Regions from separate parts of the Mus musculus genome. Here regions 1, 3 and 4 are each linked to region 2. The links are chromatin contacts, called in public ChIA-PET, Hi-C and promoter capture Hi-C maps. All regions are on one chromosome and are shown on one strand. The core of a region is the stretch at or near the end of the contact, and the rest is flanking DNA. Distances in the headings are between cores, read along the strand shown. Region 1 overlaps Rps6ka5 (ribosomal protein S6 kinase, polypeptide 5). Region 2 holds the start of Gpr68 (G protein-coupled receptor 68). Region 3 overlaps Rps6ka5 (ribosomal protein S6 kinase, polypeptide 5). Region 4 overlaps Rps6ka5 (ribosomal protein S6 kinase, polypeptide 5).

Region 1 (2,863 bases), core at 113-2,612, 260 kb after region 2:
TGAATAAGGACGTTGATTGTGATGGTTAGTGCAAGTTGCCTATTTAACAGGATCTACTTGAGAGATGAGCCTCCAGATATGCCTGTGGGGAGTTGTATTGCTTAGGCTGATATGTGAAGACACACACACTCACTGTGGGTGGCACCATTCCATGCATGGGATCCTAGACTGCTATATAAACGTAGAAAGTGAGCTGAGCAGCCGTGTGCATTTGTCCTCTGCTTCGTGATTGGATGGGGTGTGACCAGGCGCTGTCACCTTGACTTCCCCACTACAGACGGTAGCGAGCACTTTTGAACTGTGAACCAGAATAAACCCTTTCTCCTTAAGGTCGCATTTATCAAAGTATTTTATCACAGCAATAGGAAAAGAAATTAAGACACCTAAGAGTTATAGGGGTTTCGGTTTGTTTTATTTTGTTTTTTGGACACACTGTTGAATATAAATGACTTTTAGTGTCCAAAATGTTCAGAGAGGGATTGACAACCTCTGGAGCTGGAGTGGACCTCTGATGCCCGATGTGGGAGCTGGAAACTGAACTTGGGTCCTTTGTAAGGATGCTCTCAGGGGCTAGAGAGATGGCTCAGGGGTTAAGAGCACTGACTGCTCTTCCAGAGGTCCTGAGTTCGATTCCCCAGCAACAGACGGTGGCTCACAACCATCTGTAATGGGATCTGATGCCCTCTTCTGGTGTGTCTGAAGATAGCTACAGTGTGTCTGTATATCTTTAAGAAACAAAACAAAACTATAACATCTTTAAGCTGGGCGTGGTGGCGCACGCCTTTAATCCTAGCACTCAGGAGGCAGAGGCAGGCGGATTTCTGAGTTCGAGGCCAGCCTGGTCTATAAAGTGAGTTCCAGGACAGCCAGGGCTATAGAGAAACCCTGTCTCGAAAAAAAGAAAAAAAGAAAAAAAAAAAAAAGGACACTCTCTACTCTTAGCCACTGGGCCATCTTACCAACCACAGCAACTTAATAAAAATGGGCAGTATTTACTAAATTAATATGCAAATATCTTGTGACTCAGCAATGTAGTTTTAGGTATCTGAGCTACCAAATACCTGCCCAGCTAGATAAATAAAGTATATTTTGAGAACATTTCTTACTCTACATATTATAAGAATGGGAATGCAGGTTGTCTGTAAGCCAGAGAATTTTAGATTTCTTCCTCCAGAATCACAAAAGAGTGGGGGTGTGATAGGAATGTGGCAACTGTTTTTACAGTCGCTTTTTGATTGCTTTAGTATTTACTTGCCACCAGGCACCACTTTGGGTATTTTTCAGTATAGCAACTCATAGGCCTTTGCAGGCAGCCCTTAGGGATTGGATTAGGATTGAATAGGACCCCTCTTATCGCCTTTGTGATGCAGATGAAGTGACTTGAGTGAGATGGCTGACCTCTAACGAGATAATGTGGCATCTGTGTGTCCAACTCCTGGGTTATTTTGGTGCATCAGGACAAGCACATTTATTTTAGTAACAGATTGTGGAAAACAACTGCAATGTCTATTTTTGTTACTTTTCTTTATCTTTCCCAGTTTACCAGCCTTCTTACCCTGTCATCACACTTAGGCCACTCCATTGCTTAAAGAAGCTCACTCACTTTCATATACTTGAAACAGAACAATGCATGTTAAATAGAATTGTGGGTTTTTTTTTTTTTTGTCTCTGTGACAAATGACTGAATTCAAAAGGGAAAGTTTTTTTTTTTTTTGACTCATAATTTTACCCTATAGTTTGCCAACTCCGCTGTGTCTTGGCTTGTAGCAAGGCTTAACGCCATGGTGGAAGGGCATGCTAGAAAAATACTCTTCACTTACACCATCCAGGAAACATAACAGTAACAGGAAGGGGCCACAGCCAAGATATACCTGTCAAAGACCTGACCACAGCAACACATTTCCTCTAATCAGGCCCCACCCTGCACCATCTTTCTACAGTTTATTTGGATTTTTGAGTTTATCAATTGATTGTTAAACTGTTAATAATTAGACTGCATAGACATACGGGGTTGGGGGGGGGGCTTTAGTGCAATCTCAATTCAATCTTATTGCCAATCAGGAGTAACCATGACATACTCTTAACTCTATAGTCAGGTTTTCAGACTACTCTGACATCCTGTCTCCTCTCCTACCAATCTCCTGTTATTCTGCTGTCCTACCCGCACTGTAACCGAGCTAAATTATTTACCCACTCCTCTGTAAACATGCATTTTTTGTTTAAATTTTTTTCTGTTTGAAAACAATTTCGGCATTTCCTAACTGAAAGTGTCAGGTGCAATTCTTGATCTCCCCAGCCCTCGGCTAGCCCACTTTTTCTGGAGCTGTTTGACTTAAATGATTTGATGTCTGTAAAGTGCTTAGTGCCATCGCTGGCAGATAGTGATCCATCAGATTAACTATCAAAATAAAGTTGAGAAAAGTACAAGATGGAACTAGAACATCTTGTTGTGGTATAAAGAAGAAAGTGTAATGGGGGCAGAAGCAAAGCTTTCCCTTGTGGAATAATACTGACATAGAGAGGGAAAGAGAGTTATAAAATCATCACTCCACACTAAAATGAGTGGGTGGTAGTTTAGTGAGAAGCAGGATAGTTTTGCATAATCTCAGTTCATTTCTTCATGGTTTGCCAGTTGAGTACAAGGAAAAACATAGTAACTTTACAGTGGAGAAAACTGACAATCAACACTTCAATGACTAAATTAATGGCATGATCAAAATTAACTCTAGTGTTAGGAAAACTCATCTGTATTTCCCATGTGACCTAAGAAGATGGCGTCATCCATTGGCATTTGTTTGAGGAGTTTATTACTTTCATATGACCATGACAACATCATATAAAATCTACATTGAAGATTTGTGTA
Region 2 (2,700 bases), core at 78-2,577:
AGTTCTCAGCCTGTGTGTCTCCACCCCTATAGGATTGAGTGACCTTTTCACAGGGGTCATCTCAGACCATTGGGGAAAACACAGATATTTACATTATGATTCGTACAGTCGCAAAATTACAGTCATGAAGTATCAATGAAAATAATTTTATGATTGGGGGGTAGGTCACAGCATTAGGAAGGTTGAGAACTACTGACCTAAAGACTACATCCTAGCACCCTGAGCTACCCAAAGGGCTTGGCAGCCACTGACATAGATCTACTCTGTCCCTCTCTAGTCTACACCTCGGTTTGCACTCCATCTCTACCCTGTCTCCCTGTCTCAGACTTGAGCTTTGCAGACCCCCCACCAACCGGTTCAGACATTTATTTCATAGATTCAAGCATGGGTCTCGCAGACAGGCAACTGCATGCCAGCAATCCTACCAGGCAGTGTGAAGACCTCTGGGAAGTGTATCAGTGAAGTCACCAGCCCAAACTGGGAAAGTTCAGAAAATGAGAGGCAGAGGCAAAGGGTCTTGGGGGTGGGGGGTGGGGGGCGGGGGGTGGGGGTGGGGGTAAGACCCACAGGAGCCCAGGTATGCACTTGTGAGAGACCTAGATACAAGGTGGCATAGGGTGGGATGTAGATTTGAATCTCAAAGGCTTCATTAAGTAAGTGGGTGGCCTCGGGCAAGCTATTTGTCCTCTCGTGCCTCAATTTCTCTCCATTATAAATGGGAAAAATAGTAGCACTTGCCTCGTAGAGTTAATCAAATCAACACGTTTAGGTGCGTATAACAAGGCAAACTGTGACTATTTGCTATTAGTGTTTAGGGCAGTATGTAGGGCAGAGGACAGTAAGTTTTCCTTGATGTTTCCATAAAACCAGAGAAGGTCATTCATTATGTCCTTGACTATACCCGCTGGCTCTGGGACAGGGTCTGGGATCCAGAGGCTAAGCCCCAAGCTTCCAGCAGGTAGAGAAAGGCCCAGAACTGTGACACCCACCTCATTTAATGAGTGGATACGTTAGAGACCGAAGATGAACGCAGAAAGGCTCTCTACCTTCCTCCCAGCTTCCCACGTTGGGTTTCAGCGTCCCTGGGAGCGCCTGTGGCTGAAGAAGTCCCCTAGTGCTTCAGCAGCTTGGCTTCTTCCGCAGAGCCAGTCTCTAGGTCAGGATGCTAGCAGGGAGGGGGATGGGGGTGCTGCACCTCCGGGACCGGCGAGCGCTCAGGCCACCTCGGCCCTTCTAGCAGGCGCCTCATCTGTGGCTTGCGGTCAGTGTGAGCTGCAGGGCGTGGACCGACAGGTCTGGCTGTGCCTGACTAGGGTTGGGAGCGGGAGGAATCTCGCACAACGTGGCCCAGAGTGGCTAGGAGAAAGGGACCTGCGTGCCTTGCAGGAGTCCCCAGCCTTTCCAGGAGGCGCACGCACTGCACCAGAGGACATCAGGCCCGCGTCCCAGACTGTCGCTGCACAGGTATGTGTTCCCGCGAGCCAGGCTCCTTCCTTTTGCCATGGTTACTGGTCGCTGGCTTACCAGGGTCGGGAGAAGCGAGGTCTGCTGGGTTCTGAGTCCTGCTCCGGAGCGCAGGGTCGGGTGTGCTTGCGCTCCGGGCCGGCCAGCAAAGGATGCGGGAGCGGCGGCACAAGAGGCGGGCACACCCCCAAACACCACCGTATGCGTGCGGTGAACCCGCAGAATTGACTGTGACCGAAGTCAGCAGGGAATGTCTGCCCTGGAGCGCCAGCGCCCCGGGTCCCTCTCCTGGGTCCAGTGTCTCTTTATGTGGTCGCCACTGGGTTTAGCAGCCGCCCCCGCGGCTGGCTCCGTGGCCACCTGGTAATTTCTTCACCCTCAAAAAAAAGTATGAGACCTCTAACCCTTCATTTACCCAGTTCTGGTGATCTAAAGATTGCATTGGGGTCCTTTTCTATTCACACTCGAGTCTTCGTGGCCCTTCTTCCAACAGGCTCAGAGCTCAAACGCTGAGACCCAAACAATTCTCATGTCCTTACCTTCTGCTCTGGGGGGTAGGGCGGGGAGGGGAGGTTGGGTGGAGCTGGCCCACTGCCAGTCAGCAGGAGCAATAATAACACTTGCTGGTCTGAACGCTTAAATCCCCTCTGGGAATCAAATGTCCGGGAGAAAAAGCTGTGTCCCAGGTCTGGATGAAGGAACAGGTGGACGAAAGCGTGACAGGCGCTAAGGCAGCAAGCCTTCTGGGGTTCAGCACTGGTTTGGTGCCAATGTGCCAGAGGCCTTGGGCATGTCTTGCTGTGAGGGGGTTGGGAAGGATACCTGTGGGTAGATGAATCAACCCTAGAGTTTAATGAGGTGGCATGTGGCAGTCGCTTGCCCTCCCATCTGACACAAATCATATAGTCAAGGCTACGACCTGCTTCATTCTTTTGGCCCCCTGCCTGCATCTCCACCTCTCAACCCAGAGGGAGAGGGGAATTTCCTGAGCTCAGTGGGCTGGGCCGGCTGTATAGGGACCTCTTTCAGTTCCCTGGCCAGTTCCAGAACTTCATGGCTCATTTAAAGCCACTTCTGTTCATTAGAGTTTGGGGCTCCTCTTCCTCTTTTTTTTTTTAAATTTGTTTCTTCACCCTTTCTCTCCTTTCTACTCCCCAGGGGGCTACATGCACGCCATGTGCATTGCTGGTCCGAATGCCCTCCTTTCAAACTTCAGTTGACCCTTCTAAGAAAAGA
Region 3 (2,828 bases), core at 27-2,526, 290 kb after region 2:
CCATTAATGCAATCTACTACATAAATAAACTCAAAGAAAAAAAATCATACGATCATCTCATTAGATGCTGAAAAAGCATTTGATAAAATACAACAGCCCTTCAAGATATCATTTATATGTGATAATATGCTAGAATCCAAGTTTAAAAATTGTAATCTAAAGCACTTCTGGTCTTAAGCATTGTAGGTACGAAATAATTAATTGGTCTTCAGGTCTGACTGCTTTTTGGAATTTTCCAAAACTAGTCCCGAGTGTCTTGTTTAGGATTTTTGTTGCTGTGATAAAACATTATGCCCACACAATCCTTGGAGAAGAATGGGTTTATTTTATCTTACAACTCTCAGGTCATACTTTTTCCCTGAGGGAAGTCAGGACAGGAATTTGGAAGCAGCAGTTGAAGCAGAAGCCAAAAAGAAGTGCTGCCTACTGCCATGCTCCCCGGGCTTTTTCCGTCGGCCTTCCTTAGACAACTCAAGACCACCTGGCCAGAGTGTGCGGAACGTCCCAGCCCATGGACTAGGCCCTCCCACATTAATACTGAATCAAGAGACTAGCATACGAACTTCCTACAGGCAATTTGGTGGAAGCATTTTCTCAACTGAGGCTCCTCCTCCCAGATAACTCTAGTTTAAGACTAAAAGTCCTAAATTTTTATCATAGGTATATTAACTTTGTTTACTCATCCACTATGTATTTACAGATTGCTTCTAAGCTAGATAGTAAAATGAGAAAAAATTAGGGAAGCTCTTACTTTCATGACACTGTGGTTGTAGCTATAAATTTTCTTAGATATAGAATCATAGTTATAAAATAGATTTAGATGGATTTTGAGAAATTTACTTCTATTTGATTTTTGTGTGTGTGTGTGCATGTATATGAGTATTTTTCCTGCATGTGTGTCTGTGCCCCACATGTTTGCAGTGCTGTGGAGGCCAGATGAGGGTATTGGATTCCTGGAACTGGAGTTTTAGATAGATTTGAGTGGCCTCGTGGGTGTTAGGAACTGAACCTGGGTCCTCTGAGAGAGCAACAAGTGGTCTTAACTGCCAGGCTGTCTCTCCAGCTCTACTGCCAAGTCTCTTTTTTTATTTTAAAACATTTTGTTCCTTTATAAAAGTTTTAGTGGCAACTTTATTAAAATGAAGAGGATTACATGTTTATTGTTTCCTCTTTAAACTCTATTAAAGTAAAAAAGAGAAGTGTGTATATACTCTTAAAGGGAAGGGCAGATAGCGGGAACTACATTTTGGTGGATGAGACGGCCGATTGAGCTGAATCCTAGAGCAGTAAAGGAAGCGGTTCAGCAGCAGACTGCTTTGCTCCTCTGCCTCCCCAGAGCTGCTCTGGGCTATAGCGACCAGTTGTTTCTCAAGCAGAAGTGTAGATTATTAAGGAGCTGGGAGTGTTGTTTGGGTGTCCTGTAAGAAAGAAAGAAAAGAGTCCCTGTATCCCCAGGTCCTAGGCCACCCCTGTTGATTAGGTACCTATGAGGGAAGATGGACTGTATCCAAGGCACAGTTGAGAGTGAGTGTGCCATATGGAAATTACTGGGGAAAACAAACTGTGACACCCTGTACCGTCCGGGGCCCATGGCCTGTTCCAGCACCTCACTGTGAGCACAGGAGTGTCTTAGACAGGGATATCGAGGGTTCCCACTGGGAAACCAAGAGCAAAAAACTTAACAGATCGGGGCTGGAGAGATAGTTCAGTATTACGAGCACTTTATGTTCTTGCAGAGGACCTGAATACAGTTCCCAGTGCTTACATGGCAGCTCACAGCCTTTTGTCACTCCAGTTCCAGGGAATCCGATGTGATTTTATGACCTCAGACACACTTCAGATACATATGTTCAGGAAGAACACTCAGACATATAAATAAAAAGGACGCCCTGTTTTAGAAAGTTGACAGATGCTGTCATTTGGGGATTTTGAGCGTGAAACTTTGCAGCCACACCTCTGCAGAGGAGTCTGCAACCCGATAAGCCTAGGCTGCACAGAAGCATGTCTGTGGTGGTGTCTCGATCCTGTGACTAGTTTTATGATATATATTTCAGGGCAGTGGATTCTTTTGAAGTGGCATGTTTAAAGTATCTCACCACACTGCTAAAGTGTCTTTGGCATGTAGTGTGTGGGCTATCCCCTGACAGAGAGACCTGATAATTACTCTCCTCTCTCCCCATAGATGCACACATCCATTTGCTCATTTAGTCTATGTGTTTGTTGAGGACCCTTCTACGTGCTAGGTAATTAGGCTAAATACAAAGCTGGAAAGAATCACTTGGTGAGTATTTCTAGGCATGGGTGGCTGGTTACTTAGTAGCAGGAGAAAACAGACTGGGTTCCTACAGAATGGTGAAATGTTGGGACTCGGAACAAAAGAAAGCTAAAAAACAATAAGCAAAGCTGACCAGAATTAGGTAGATCTTGGATGGAATAGTCACACATCAGCAAACGTCCTATGTGACTGCAGCAATTGCTTCTCCTCTTATGATAGAAGGGTCCTTGTTTTCTGCTGGTCAGGCCAAGTGCTCTCCCCTAAGAGAATGCCGGCATTTGTTGTTTAGATGCAAAAATGTTAAGAGTTCAGGCTAAACCAGAGAAGTAAGTCATTGATAGGTTCACTACCTCACTGACTGCAACCAACTATATTTTGACAGAAAATTACACTCTTGGGTTCTCACAGCTTACTGCCAACCCATTCTTTCTCTTGGCCATAAAGATCATACTGTCAGGCTAGACCTCAGTGTATATTCTCAAGGACCAGATAGGAATTTTCTTTTCTGGAGTCTTCTAAAACTTGATCTAATGGCCTTTTGTTTCCCACCCCA
Region 4 (2,700 bases), core at 137-2,636, 330 kb after region 2:
TTTGAAACCTTAATTTTCACATTTTTAAATCAAATTGATAGCTCCTAAACAGTAATGTATGGGATTCTGTTCTACATAGTTACACACGAGGCCCTGCCTTGGTTTAATAAGCTGTCCTATCTATATGTGCTTCAGTATGCTCACGACTGTGGTATTTATAGACCTGGAGAGCAGTGCAGAGCAACAACTTTTTATATTTCCTTAAGAAGGCTAATTAAGAAGGTTTTAACTCAGAATGATCCATTTTTAGTATCAAAAATATGAAAATTCCTCTCTTTTTAAAAATAAGTAATAATGAGCTTGGAAAACAAAAGCCAATGACTTTTTTTTTAAAAATTATCCTTTACCAAATGAGAAATTATATATATTTCTGCTCTAAAATAGGATATTATTTTTAGTTTCTATGTGATCATAATATATTTTCAAGTCTATTTAAAATATTAATGGGCTTGATGTTCCTTTTTTATTAAATCAAAAAAGAATATTTCTGTAAAAGCAATTTTTTTAATCTTGTGCTTAAATTATTTAAAAATGTTTTAAAAAGATGGGCAGTAGAGGTACATACTTTTATCCCAGCCCTTGGGAGGCAGAGGAAGTGAGATCTCTAAGTTCAAGGCCAGCCTGGTCGACAGAGTGAGTTCAGGACAGCCAGGACCACACTGAGAAAACCTTTCTCAAACAAAATTGATATTTTAAAAGTGGAAACATAGGGCTGGTGAATTGGCTCAGAAGGTAAGAGCACTAACTGCTCTTCTGAAGATTCCTGAGTTCAAATCCCAGCAACCACATGGTGACTCACAACCACATGTAATGAGACCTGATGCCCTCTTCTGGTGTGTCTGAGGACAGCTACAGTATATGTATTCAAATACAGTTCTCTGTATCTGTGGAGGATTGGTACCGAAGCTCCCTATGGATATCAAACCTCTTACATGAAATTGAATATTATTTTATTTTCATATAACCTACGTGATCCTTTCGTATACTTTAAATCCTCTCTCTAAGTTATTTATGATATCTATTTTGATGTAAATGATAAATATGTATATTTTAGGGAATAATCACAAAAAATCTTTTCATATTCTGTACAGTTTTGAAGGGGTTTTTGTTGCTTTTTTTTGTGGGTAGATTGTTTTGTTTTGTTTTGTTTTTTTGTCTGTTTGTTTGAAGTTTTTAGTGGGTAGTAGTTTGAACCCACAGTTGTGATCCTCAGGGGTACAGAAGACAATTGATTTATTCCTTTAAAGGTTTTAAATTTTTGAGTACTTTATTACTGTTCTTCCCATTGCTAGTAATTAATCAGAAGTGGCTTGTGTCGTAGGAACTCACAGCTCTGCTAGCTCCCCTCGGCTTCCTTCATCCCAATTCTCACTCTCCTACGTAACACCCACTGAAAACATGGTGCTCTGGGCTCCGAGATGAGCTGTCTAGTTTAAATGTGAGAGCACACTACTTAAACGTTTGCTTGATAGACAAGGAACAGGCATGTAGTTTTTTAATGGAAAAGATCTGTTCCATGACTGTATAGAACTCATTTTCACATGTTTTATTCTTTGATAACTGGCCATCTGTCATCTCATGGTGTCTCGAATGAGGCACATGTCCTCGGCAGCAGAATTTAAATTTGTCTTCTTCCTTTCCTGATCAAATAGATGCTTTTGTAGCTTGAAGTGAAGCAGAAATGTCAGATTACACTATATGTTCTACCATCATTTTATTCTTAAACTGGGTTTTAGGAAAGTAAAAACGTACCTTTGAACTAGCACTTTCCTAACTATAGCTCTCACTTTGACTTTTAAATGGCAGAGTATATTATTTCCAAACTAAAAGTTGAATCCCTTTCCTAGGCAGCATTTTAGTTGTGACTGTTTAGATAGTTAGATGGCGTTCTTTTTCTACATAGACAGAACTCTAAGCTCTAGGTGAGAACCAGACAGATTTAGAAGCTGACTGGCATTCTTAGAGGGCTGCTTGGTAGTCTTCATATTGATCCTCTTAAAGGATTAAGAAAGTTCTGTATATGATAGTATTTTCAGGCAGAAACCGAGATGAGGATAGAAGTGGCTCAACTGTTACTTTTGTCCCTTCCTGGCCATGCACACACCCATGTGGAACTGTCCTGATACTTCCCTTGCTACCCTGGGGCAGGAGGAAGTAAGCAGTAAGCTCTGGTTTTACGTGTTCTATGAGAGGAGGGTTAGAGTCGCCAGTGTAAAGGGAATGCCCTCACTTCCTCCAAGATGACCAAAGAATTCCTTCATTAGTCTTAGTGGAACAAACCCGTTCTTGCCAGAGCCTTGACAGGCCCTGTGGAGATGGAGCCAAACGTGCTTCTGGTAAGATGTGTAGCACACCGCCTGGCACTGCACAGAGAACCTCTAGTATAATTGCTGAAGGACCGATATGTCCCAAGAAAACACCCATGATTGGTGACCTCAGTCGTCAAAAATCAAGGTCTGAGCATTGTATGATAGAAAACTATTTCAATTTTTCCTTTCTTTGTTTTTTCCACCCCCTTCTTTTTTTACATTAAGTTTTTCTGTTTTATAATTTCATAACTGAGTACTGTCTTTACATCATTTGCACTTACCTTCTCCCCACTCCACCTACCCTGCCCCCTCACTCCTGCTGGCTGCTTGAGATTAGGTAATCTGTCAGGGTTTATCCTTGGAGAAAACCGAGTTTCCCTTTCTGGGCAGC

Evidence for each region. Promoter capture Hi-C pulls out the DNA fragments that hold promoters and counts their contacts. Hi-C and Micro-C count contacts between places; a contact is called where the count stands out from the background. ChIA-PET counts read pairs in DNA pulled down with a chosen protein or histone mark.
Region 1: an RNA polymerase II ChIA-PET map of memory CD8 T cells shows a contact between it and region 2, with 409 read pairs. The contact joins the enhancer-like site here to the promoter of Gpr68 in region 2. A contact is called at or near these places in 14 of 39 promoter capture datasets (the 3T3-L1 cell line, the C10 cell line, cranial neural crest and 8 more), 2 of 115 datasets of contacts at active chromatin or transcription factors (effector CD8 T cells and memory CD8 T cells) and 4 of 9 other capture datasets (adipose tissue, embryonic stem cells, macrophages and 1 more).
Region 3: a Hi-C map of bone marrow-derived macrophages shows a contact between it and region 2, with 28 read pairs. The contact joins the enhancer-like site here to the promoter of Gpr68 in region 2. A contact is called at or near these places in 15 of 39 promoter capture datasets (the 3T3-L1 cell line, the C10 cell line, the HPC-7 cell line and 10 more), 9 of 484 Hi-C or Micro-C datasets (CD4 T cells, the CH12 cell line, bone marrow-derived macrophages and 6 more), 2 of 115 datasets of contacts at active chromatin or transcription factors (large pre-B cells and stem cell-derived neural progenitor cells) and 3 of 9 other capture datasets (adipose tissue, liver and macrophages).
Region 4: a promoter capture Hi-C map of hippocampal neurons shows a contact between it and region 2, with 2.3 times the contacts expected there. The contact joins the enhancer-like site here to the promoter of Gpr68 in region 2. A contact is called at or near these places in 11 of 39 promoter capture datasets (the C10 cell line, the HPC-7 cell line, cranial neural crest and 8 more), 2 of 484 Hi-C or Micro-C datasets (ECoMG myeloid progenitors and bone marrow-derived macrophages), 4 of 115 datasets of contacts at active chromatin or transcription factors (bone marrow-derived macrophages, embryonic basal ganglia, embryonic forebrain and 1 more) and 4 of 9 other capture datasets (adipose tissue, embryonic stem cells, liver and 1 more).

Annotation. Positions count from the first base shown.
Region 1 is chr12:100,635,435-100,638,297 of GRCm38.p6, reverse strand. All of the region lies in intron 3 of Rps6ka5 (ribosomal protein S6 kinase, polypeptide 5), which reads left to right. Among named protein-coding and RNA genes, the nearest start is that of Rps6ka5, 88 kb to the left of the region's middle. Within about 2 kb of position 1,362, at least 35 of the 459 cell types and tissues checked have an H3K27ac peak or open chromatin away from gene starts, as enhancers often do. A contact at or near this core is called in effector CD8 T cells, embryonic stem cells and memory CD8 T cells, where this site is marked.
Region 2 is chr12:100,898,007-100,900,706 of GRCm38.p6, reverse strand. Gpr68 (G protein-coupled receptor 68) reads left to right here and starts at 1,327. Exons shown (of 3, transcript NM_001177674.2): 1 at 1,327-1,464. It overlaps Gm36572 (a long non-coding RNA gene), which reads right to left. Exons shown (of 5, transcript XR_381840.4): 3 at 990-2,286.
Region 3 is chr12:100,608,404-100,611,231 of GRCm38.p6, reverse strand. All of the region lies in intron 5 of Rps6ka5 (ribosomal protein S6 kinase, polypeptide 5), which reads left to right. Among named protein-coding and RNA genes, the nearest start is that of Ttc7b, 89 kb to the right of the region's middle. Within about 2 kb of position 1,276, at least 6 of the 459 cell types and tissues checked have an H3K27ac peak or open chromatin away from gene starts, as enhancers often do. A contact at or near this core is called in bone marrow-derived macrophages, where this site is marked.
Region 4 is chr12:100,567,762-100,570,461 of GRCm38.p6, reverse strand. All of the region lies in intron 13 of Rps6ka5 (ribosomal protein S6 kinase, polypeptide 5), which reads left to right. Among named protein-coding and RNA genes, the nearest start is that of Ttc7b, 48 kb to the right of the region's middle. Within about 2 kb of position 1,386, at least 22 of the 459 cell types and tissues checked have an H3K27ac peak or open chromatin away from gene starts, as enhancers often do. A contact at or near this core is called in bone marrow-derived macrophages and hippocampal neurons, where this site is marked.